Linked DNA regions of Oryctolagus cuniculus: region 1 is linked to region 2. A link is a contact called in public Micro-C data. All regions are on one chromosome and are shown on one strand. The core of a region is the stretch at or near the end of the contact, and the rest is flanking DNA. Distances in the headings are between cores, read along the strand shown. Region 1 overlaps PPFIBP1 (PPFIA binding protein 1). Region 2 holds the start of PPFIBP1 (PPFIA binding protein 1).

Region 1 (5,119 bases), core at 1,617-4,116, 71 kb after region 2:
GTTTTGCACTGGGATGTAAAGGAAAAAAAATCTCTGTACTTTCAGTCTTTGTGGTGGCCCAGATTGAATGGGAAATATCTGTAAAAGAAAAAGATTAGCATTTGAATGAAATGTAATTAGCAAAATAAAAATAAATACTGAGTAGTGGCTGCAGGCGTGTGGTGTAATAGTTAAGTTACCGCTTGGGTCGCCTACATTCCATATTGGGATGTGCCTGGTTCGAATCCCGGTTCCACTACTTCTTGCTAATGCACACCCTCAGAGGTAGTTGCTGATGGCTCAGTATGGCTCCTGCCACCTATGTAGGGGACCTGAATGGCGTTCCTAGCTCCTGGCTTTGGCCTGGTGCAGCCCTAGCTGTTGCAGGCAATGGGGTATTCTATGTCTCTCTGAAATGGAAAGAAAATAAATGAGTAAGTGCTCAGTAGTGCTATCCTTTAATAATTCCTTTATAGTTCTGGTCTGTGTCCTCATTCCCAGGGGTCTGTTTGCAGCTGGGAGCAAGAGCAGTCATATGGGAAGGAAGGGAAGTAAGCTGAAATCTGGGGACTATGTGTTTTCTCCTCCAGCGAGGACTTGGAAGTGAGAGGTTGTTTGCCTAGGAGGCCACACCCTCCCCTGTCCTTAGTGTCTGAGTCCTGGGATGACAGCGGCCCACACTGTCCAGAGGTGGGGCGCCATGTCTGGTTTCGTCTCTGCCTTGTTGTCATTAAGCCCAGGAAGCCCGTGGGTGAGCTGGGTGTCCCCGCTCCGCCTGGGAGTGCGGTGGTTTGCAGGCAGGTAGTTGGTAGCTACTGGGTCCTGTCCTCCTGTCCAACTGTGTTCATTACTTTCCACCCTTCTCGCTGCTGTCTTGACCTCGCTCATTATTATTAAATGCAAGTTGAAGATTTCTGTCTCCTGTCATCTGTTGTGGACCAAACACTTTAATTTAGGCAGTTTCTCCTAAAAAGTCTGAAAATGCTGCGTGGGCGTGGCTGACTCACGTGGATCCCTGTCAGGTGTGTCTGTCGGGTGCTTCCTTGGCTTGTTACAGCTTGAGACGAGATGGACATGACTGTGTTTTCATCTGTCACTCGCGACATTTTCCTGGGCGTTTATTTTCTTCTGGGGCTCTCTCCTCCTCCTAACCAATGTCCAGGCTCATCTCAGCGATCAAACCGGGCTTGGGTTGGGCCTGCCCAGCCCTTCCTTCTGGCAGCTGCTGCTTGTGTGAGTGTGGGTGGAGACTCAGGGCTGCTCCCAGCTATTTGCTCAAAATGCCCGGCCAGAGCCATCACAGTCTTCATTCTCTGTCACTTTTGCTGTCTTGTCACCTCTTAGGAAGCCAGCTGTTAGGGATTTTGATTTTCCTGCTTTGTGTATGAGACCTGAGTGCTGGAGGGTGACTGTGGACAGAGAGAAAAGACTGGCTTATACGTTTAGCCGACAGTTGAACACGCGATATGTGTGTGCCCGCACACACTGGCCCTGTCACTGGACAAGCGCGTTTTTCCCCCTATGTCAGCAGGTATTGATATATTTAATTAGGAGGACTAAGTAGCTTAGATGGCTCTTGGATATATGATTCTGACAGTTTTCTAAGAAGGAGGATGAGAGTCCAAGGGAATTTTGACTCTGCTTGGTGCATCTGTGGTTTCGTGTGATGTATTCCAGGGAAAGCTGGGTTCTCGTACCAGCATTCCAGGGAGCCAGGTTCTCCACTGCCTTGGGCGTGGGGAGTGGGGGAAGAGATTTCAGCATTTCTTAGATCCATTATTTAGCAGTAGACCAAGGTTCTGTGCATGATCATTATAGAAACCAGGCTGGGTCTGCAGGGCGCCCCGTGTTCCCTGCATGGCCTGGGGCTGGCTGCCCCAGAGTTGCCAACCCACAGTGGCTTTAGCCCAGAGGAGACTGCACTTAGGGACGTTGACAGCCGTAGTGACAGGATCCACGACGGCTCCAGGTTCATGCTATAATGTTCTGTTTCTGTTGCAATAGTTGTGGCAGCTTTCAGATCCAAAGAGCCTTGTCAGCTTTCTGCGCCTGTCACCTTGAACGGAGATGTGACCCCTTGCCAAGCACAGTCCCCTGGGAACACAGCAGGAACTGTCTTGGGGTTTTCTTCTGTATTTCAGATTGCACCATCAGCTTGTGTCCTGTGTGTTTCATGTTTTACTTTATTCCTCTGCCTTTGCAGCACTAATGATGTGCTTGGCTTTTAGATGCTAGGCCATTTGATACTGTGATATAAAGACATGTTGCAGCGAAAGGTCATCAGCTGTCTTTTGGGCTATTCTGGGCATTTTGTACTATTTTTATTTTGGATCTAAGTTTCCTGGCCTTTGGTTTCTGATGGGCGGTTTCTCCTGGCTTCGGCCTCGGCCTCTCGGCTTGCTTGGAAGCTGTCGAGCCGCCCAGCCCTTGGATGACTGTTTTGTTCCACAAAGAAACATCGCCTCCACCTTGGGGAATTCAGAAGCCGCTGGATGGGGCTCTGTGTTCCTGCTGCTGGTTCTTTGTGCTGGGAGCTCCCGGAGAGAGAAGCTTCCAGAACACTGGCCTCTGGGAGTGCTTCCCGCTTGGGGAGGTGGACGAAATGTGACCTGCAAGGCGTTCTCAGACGCTTCGGAGGATTTGCTCTAGTGACAGTCTGATTCTTTGTGAATTTCCAGAAATTCAAGAATGTGTAATTTGCTTAGAAAAATGGATGTTCGGTTCTTAGAGACCTGGGTTGGTTACTGTTCTTAAGAGGCATTTCCACCAGGTTGGACATCTTGAGGGTTTGGGAAAGTTAAAACCCAGCCCCCAGGCAGGGAGGAGCAAGAGTGGCAAGAGACAGTGGCAGCCTGCAGGAAACCCCAGGGCCACTGCTCGCGGTGCCCCTGGCCTGCAGGCCCCTCTCCCACCTTTCCCTTGGTAGCCAGCAGAGCAAGCTCCTCTTTGCAAGCCTGCAAGTGATTCTAGCAGGACAGGAAGTACCAGCTGCAAGGAGCGATTTGGGGATTCCGAGTCTGTTTTAGCAAGTGGGCAGCTTCACAGATACCGAACTCTAAAGTGTATAATCCCAGTGATTGTGGCAGGATACCCTGCAGGCCAGTTCCACAGGACCTGTGGAAAGCAAAGCAAGGGTCTGGAGGAAATTTAAAAATTTGTTCTGCTAAGTTACTTACTTACAGACAGAGAAGGGGGAGGTGGAGATCGAGATGAAGAAGTTTCCCATCTACTACTTCACTCCCAAAATGCTTGCAACTCAGCTAGTCCAAAGCCAGGAGCAGGAAGCTCAGCCTAGGGAGCCAGTTACTGAAGCTGTCACCTGCTGTCACCTGCTGTCACCCAGTGTGTGCCTTAGCAGGAAGCTGGAATCAGGAATGCAGCTGGGACTCCAGCCCAGGCACTTCAGTGGGGGATGCAGGTGTGCCGGTCAGCAGCTTAGGTCCAGTACCAAATGCCCTCCATCCCCTCCCCAGCCCAAGTGCATTTTCTTTAAACAGCCTCATGCAAGCTGAAGACCATCACGCTGAACTTGCCTTCCCGGTGGTCATTTGTTGTTGAACAAGTGAGAATCAGCACTGCTGCCAGGCATTGGCCCCTGGGAGAGCGGAAGCTGCCTCTTGTGGCCTTGACTCCAAAGGGGACCTCATCTAGTGACTGGGGACTGAATTCATGAATGAATGAAAGAGCAGGAGGCAGCGCCTGGTGATGCCTGCTGGAACACTGCCCGGCGTCTTAGGAGTCCGCTGTGCCTCTTAGCCTTGATAATTTCTCATCTCGGTGGATGTTAAGTTAACCGGGGGAAATGGGTCCCAGAGGACAGGGCAGCGGTGCCTTGGAGCTGGTGCAGCAGGGAGGGTTTAGCAGCTGGCCTGACCGTGGAGGGGGAGTGAAGCAGCTGCTCAAGGGCCGGTCCACAGCCGGCTCCTCCTGGCCTCTCACCCTGGAAACAGCCCGCAGTGTTTTGGTTTTTGTTTGGCTAATATTCCCGCTACCAACTTCTCTGCTCCAGCCCCATCCTCACGTTGCCTAGAGAGCAGATTGGAACATCTCTTTCTGTTGCTTCAGCAGCGGCGCTATCTCGGGCTTCCCGCCGTTTCCCGCCTGTGCAGACTCCGCCTGGCTGTTGCCTCTGCTAGGGCGAGTCCCAGATCCTCCAGCTCTGGCTCAGAGCACAGCTGTGGCTGGCAGATGCCTGTCTCGCTCACAGCCTCTCCGAGGCAAGGTCTGTTGGACTCCTTTTTGCGCTCAGCCTCTGTATGTGGGTGGATGAACCTAAATGTTATCTGGGGGACTTAGAAATGCAAAGGCTTTAAAACAACCTTTTGAAATCAAAAGAGAAGGTAGGATATGCTTCTACTCAGATAGATAGAAAGATGTGCACATGCTTTTGTTTACTGTGTATTGTATAAAACTCAGCAAATTTTGCACTCAGAAAGCATCTAAGCTGTGCTGTGTTTCCTGTCTCTCAATGTAAATATCCAGGGACCAGCCATTCTGAAGGTTAAGGTTTTGTAAAATTTGTTTTCAAGATTTTTGTCATTTACTTGAGAGGCGGAGTTACAGAGAGAGAAAGAGATACAGAGAGAGAGAGAGGTCTTCCATTCACTGGTTCACTTCCCAAATGGCTGCAGTGGCCAGAGCTGAGCCAATCCGAAGCCAGGATCCAGGAGCTTCTTCCGGGTGTTCCTCATGGGTACAGGGGCCCAAGCACTTGGGCCATCCTCCACTGCTTTCCTAGGCTGTAGTAGAGAGGTGGATTAGAAGAGGAGCAGCCAGGACATGAACCAGTGCCCACAGGGAATGTCAGTGCCACAGGCAGAGGCTTAGCCTAGTACACCACAGTGCTGGCCCCTGAAGGTTAAGTTTGAAGAGAGGGAATGCCTTCAGTATGACATGTTACCTGATGAAATTGTTTCCTGCATGTTAGCTATTCATTTTACCACGTGGTTATCATGGTGCTGCTGTGTTCAGGAAGCTGGTCCAGGGGCTTTGGGACGTACAGAGATTAGAACAGGGACTTGAGAACAGGGAGAGAAAGAAAGACATGGATGCACATTGGTCTAAGTCTGGATAAACTGTGCGTTCTCTGCAGGTGAGGGGATGTGGTACTGGGGAGGCACAAAAGAACACGAGGCTAATT
Region 2 (5,188 bases), core at 163-2,662:
GGGCCTGAACACTTTGTCTCGCCTTGTAGCACACAACGAAGTCTTGCCAGAAGACCGGATGTTAACTGAACTAGGCTTTGGAGAAGAGTGGGGATTCCAGTTAGGCCCAAAGGTGGGATCTGGGCACAGCCGTGAGATGGCAGGCGTGGAGGGAGAGCTCACAGCTGGGCGCTGCCGGGGCCAGGGAGGAAGGCTCGTTGATGACGAAGCCGAACTCTAGTGGTAAAGATTCAGAGTGGGGGAACCCGCAGTCGGTGGGATGGCGCAGGTGTGACGGATGGCACGGTGGGGGCAGTGTCCGGCAGGTCTGAGCAGAGGCCCCGAGTCCGTGGGTTTCTGCAGCGTGGTGGTGGTTGGAAGCAGGTACACGGTGGACACTCAACACCTGTGATAACAGCACCGCCTCGGAGCCCAACAGCCCTCGGTTTCAACCGTGGTCTCCGAGGGATCTTGCTCCCGAATCCCGGCCTCTGATGCCTCCTGCTCACGTCAGGTTACCAACGCTCAGCTTCCGGGACGACTCGGGGTGGGGGCAGGTGGCCACGCCGCGGTCCACACGCGGTGAACCCGTCGGTCAGCAACGAGCCCTTGTCTTCCAGGAAGACGACGGGTGACGCACTCAGGTCTCCCTTGGCTCGGGTTCCAGAAACATCCCTCGGAACTGCTCAGACGGCCAGGAGTAAAGGCTGGCTGACTGCTATCTGGTGGCGCAGCCGCCGCGATTTCCCTCGGGCGGTTCGTCGGCGCCACGGCCCGGTTCCGCCCCTCACGCCCCCGTGGGTTCCCGCCGTGCGATCCAACCGCAGCCAGCAGTCGTCTTCCCTCTGGGGGTGCGGCCCCGTTTGCCCGGGAAGCTGGCGGGGCGCGAGCGCCGTGGCCGCACGCGGAAGCGGCCACGCGGCCCTCAGGGCCCCGGCGCCCCGGCGGCGGTTCCCCCGCAGACCCGGGCCCGGCGCCCGCCAAGTTTTGCGCGCGGCCGCGCGGGCTGGGCGGGCGCAGGCTCGTCAGGAGGATTCGCGGCGGGCCATTTTCCGCGCCGCCGGGCGCGCACTTGCCCGCGACGCGGGGGCGCTGGCTTTTCCCGCAGCCCGGGGCTCGCCGGGGGCGTTTCGTTTCGTTTCTGAGCACGCCAAGAAAAGTTTGCCGGGAGACCCGCCACCTTCGTCCCCGTCCCGTGCTCGCCTTTCCTTACACATAGTGGGAAAGGCAGCCGCCGCCCCCACCCCGCCCGCTTTTTTTTTTTTTTTTTTCCATCAACACCCACTTCCAGCTCCAGTCTTGCTCGGCGAGGAATGTATAAAATTAGTGGACTCCTCGGAGTGACTCTCGCAGGGCCCAATCAGCGGGGGCGCACGCGCGCCGCTCCGCCCCCTGCGGGCGCTCGTTGGCTGCCTCCCGCGGAGGGGCGGGGAGAAGGCGGCAGTGGGAGGGGGAGGTACCTGGGTCTGGGAGTGATGTCAGCGCCCAGCTCGGTGCCTGCCCGGATTCCTGACATGGTGTAGGGCGGACGGGGTGGGGAAGCGACCGGAGGACTCGCGCTCCGCCCGCCTGCGGCCGCACCGCGTGCCGGGCTTGGGACTCCGAGGGGAGCTGAAGCGGAACGTGGGGAAGCCGGCGCCCGCGCCTCGCCGCCCCGCAGGTAAGGGCGACCGGCGCGGCTCGGGACCGGGGAGGTGGCACCGTTGTGTGCTTGTAGCAGCAGCTACAGCTGCTGCTCCTCCTCCCCGGGCCGGTTTCCTTTTCCAACTCATTCCCGTTCCCTTGGAGGGCAGCGGGCACTCTGTGGGAGTGCTCCTGGGGGCTGCAGCTGAGCCCCCGTGGCTCCCGTGTGTCTGCCCGGTGGCAGTCACCCCCAGGGTCGGACGTGCGGGGGTCCCGTCCGTGTCCTTACGCGCCCACCCCCAGACCCCGGCCCCTGGCCCCTCAGTGATGATAGGCGAGGACCCCAGGGAGCGCAGTGAGTTGCTGGGTGGAGGTGTTTAAGAATGCCACAAAAAGTTTATGAACCGCTGACTCCAAAATTAGGCTTTTGGAGAAGCAAAGTTTTTGCCCCCCTCCTTAGTCCTCCTGTGGCCTGTTACGTATCTTGTAGATCACTGTAAAACCCGGATTTGTGTAGTCCAGGCAGGCTGAGAATTTGGATTTGTGTAGTCCAGGCAGGCTGAGAGTGAGCAGCTCCGGGGAAGCCGGCTGCGGGGGGCACGCCCGTGAGACCCTGCCTCCTGCTGGCGCGGTGACCCCGAGGGGCTGGGAGTCCGCGGGGGTCCTGCCGCGGCCGGGAGTGGTGTTTCCAGGGTCCCCCCCTTTTCTTTCTTCAGAGAAGCGAGTTTTCCCAGGGAAAGATGGTGGAAGGTGTGGCATGCCGACCTGGGCTTTCCCCGTGTGGGGCCGACGCAAACCCTGGCTTTCGGGAGGGTGCGCACAGCACAGGGGCGGAGAACTTGGTTTTTAAAGTCCAAGTTTGCTGTTGAGGGAGAGCCGCTGCCGGTTAGGAGGAGAAGCCCGAGTTTGAGAAGTGGGAGACCATCGTTCTGACTGGTGTTTCCTGCGTGTGCCCAGGGCATGATTGATTTTTTTGGGGGGAAAACTGGTAACTCCTGCAGGCTGCCCATCCAGAACCCTGGCTTATCCTTGCTTTCAGGCAAGGAAGAAACAGACCCACCTGTGGGCTCAGTCCGGTTTCCCCTTTCTCTCAGGCGGTTCCCCAGCTGTGGGAGCCTCTTGCGGCCAGGTCTGCAGGAAATGAGCCTGGACCTCATTGTGAGTCAAACGCCACCCGCCCGGCCCCTGAATGCAAAGGGCAGATCCCAGCGAGGGGGAGAAAAAAGAAGCCACAGCCCGGAGTCAGGAAATGCGACCGAGGACTCTTCCTGGGGTTCTCTCTTTGAAGTCCCGGGGACAGTTGGTTGCAGGGCTGGAACGAAGTGTTTTGCTTCCCTGTTGTTTATGGCACACCTGGGTCTGTATTGTTCTTCCTCGCTGAAAAAAAAAAAAAAAAGTAAAAGCCTGGGTAAAGATTTGCAGGCTTTTTTTTTTGAAAAGGCAGTGAGTGCCTTAAGGGGAAAGACCAGAGTGTTTTCTTTTTGGCTTTGTGTTTTGGAGGAGCGCACAGAAATTGCTGATGGCTCTGCAGTAAGGGTGTACTTGTGTTCTAGGGAATGTACTTAAAGCATCCTGTATTTTCCAGTGCATGTTTTCAGTAGGAAGGAGATGGGGGTGGGGGTACCTGTGGGCTTGGGGGCGCTCCCTGCAAGCAGCTGTTTGTGCGTCCACGCTGCAGCCTGTGAACCTGGGAGAGTCAGCTGCAAGAACCAGTCAGGTGAAGGAGATGTTATCTTGATGGGCCGGGTTTTCATCATGGCTTTCTTTCCAAGAAGCTGGTCTTGGTTTGGGGGCTTGGCTGTGCCACAGTCCTAAGTTGGACTCCCAGTTTGAGTCCCAGTGACTCTGTGTACTCAACTTTCTGTTTCAGAGGACAGCTGGGAAGGGTGTTTGGGATCCGGTCTTGGTTAGATTCCTTTTGATCAACAATCATTACAGGCCCAGTCACCATGAGGGCACTTGACGAAGTTTATGAAAAATAGGAGTTAGCTTTTGTGAAAAACAAACAAACAAACAACAACAACAACAAAAAACAAGACACACAGAAGTCTGCACAGGTTTTTTTGTGACGCACACTTCCATGAACTTTTTTGAAGACCTGGCCTGTTGCTTTTAGCGTTGGGGTCATCTGGCCTTGATGGACACACGTGGACTTGACAGTTAGTCCTCCTTGTAGTGTCAGACCTGTGGTGCCTAATTTCAAGGGTTTTGGGGAAGAAATTCCTCAAGGTTGAGTCCTTACAAGTGTGGCCTTCTTGTCAGCCACTGTTCCAGCCCGAGATAAATCAAAGCAAGGTCATTTTCCCCATAGTCACCGACGAGCCAGTGCCTTCAAAGACCCGTCTTCATACTCATGGAGTGTTTGTGATTTTTAAGTTAATTTAGAACATGTTGATAATTTGTTATACTGAAATCGGCTTTTGGAGGTTTTCGCTTTCGACTTTTCAAAGGGCCTCTATCCTAAGCAGCACCATTTTCCAATTGTTAACTGAAAGACCTCATTCATTTTCTGTCTTTTCAAGATACTATTACATGTCGAGGCCCGATCTGAATGACCTTTCCAAAACAGTGAATGAATGAAGGAATGCGTGTGGCTCCATTCATATTTGGGTCTGTGTGTCCGTGTGTCCTGGTTCTTCTTCTTCTTCTTTTTTTTTTTTGAAAAGCAGAGACACAGAGACAGGCAGGCAGACAGAACTCATCTCCTCGTTCCCTCTCCAAATGCCTGTGATAGACAGGGCTGGGCCAGCCTGATGCTGGAGGGCTGAGAACTCAATCCAGGTATCCTACGTGGGTGAGCGGGGCCCAGCTACTGGAGCCACTTACTTGAGAGTTAGCAGTTGGCTGGAATTGAGAGTGGAGCTGAGACTTCAGCCCAGACACTTAGATATGAGATTTGCTGTCCCAACTGGCATCTTAACCCCTATGCCACATGCTCACCCAAGACTTGATTCTTTATTAAAGGAACGTGGCTTAAGGTGAGAACACAGGCAGGAAGTATCATATAATGACATTTTTATTTTCAGATATTTCCCTAGAAAGTCATATTAGTTCCGAAATTAAGAAAAAAAGAAGTCATACTTGAGCAGCCAATTGTGAAATTTTCCTGGGAGTCATAATAATTATTGCTTTTTCTTTTATTTATTTTTTTAAAACCACAACCAAACAGATGAGTTTCAATAAGAGAGTCCGAGCTGTTACGATTAGTGTTGGTGCTGGCTGCTGTCTGAGTGGAGAAGGGACAGAGTGTCCACCGTCCTGGCCAGCATTTTTGGTTGATATGTTCACGACTGAATCAGCCATCAAACTGTCCCCAAACTGACACTGTCCCAAAACTGCTCTGGGCTTGTGCAGTTCCCTGCATCTGTAGCGTGTTGTGTCATTTGTTTCCCAAATTCACCGCAGTGCATGTCAGAACCTTCTAGTAACAAACCCTACAGCTTTTGTCACATATATCACCACCCCAGAGACTGATGCTTTATTAAATGGAGCTTGCGGCTTAAATGAACTGAACTGAATTAACTCACCCTACCAAATACAAAGACCCTTCTATTTCTTTTCCACTCTTTATTTTAGAGTAATTACT

Evidence for each region. Hi-C and Micro-C count contacts between places; a contact is called where the count stands out from the background.
Region 1: a contact with region 2 is called in a Micro-C map of ear pinna, with 2.7 times the contacts expected there. The contact joins the enhancer-like site here to the promoter of PPFIBP1 in region 2. A contact is called at or near these places in 2 of 6 Hi-C or Micro-C datasets (ear pinna and psoas muscle).

Annotation. Positions count from the first base shown.
Region 1 is chr9:124,725,340-124,730,458 of mOryCun1.1, forward strand. The region is part of intron 2 of PPFIBP1 (PPFIA binding protein 1); the gene reads left to right. LOC138843890 (a long non-coding RNA gene) reads right to left here. Exons shown (of 2, transcript XR_011379042.1): 2 at 1-78. LOC127486691 (small nucleolar RNA SNORA31) reads left to right here; the gene lies at 1-80. Among named protein-coding and RNA genes, the nearest start is that of C9H12orf71, 14 kb to the right of the region's middle. Within about 2 kb of position 2,867, at least 1 of the 8 cell types and tissues checked has an H3K27ac peak or open chromatin away from gene starts, as enhancers often do. A contact at or near this core is called in ear pinna, where this site is marked.
Region 2 is chr9:124,655,835-124,661,022 of mOryCun1.1, forward strand. PPFIBP1 (PPFIA binding protein 1) reads left to right here and starts at 1,413. Exons shown (of 29, transcript XM_051850901.2): 1 at 1,413-1,639.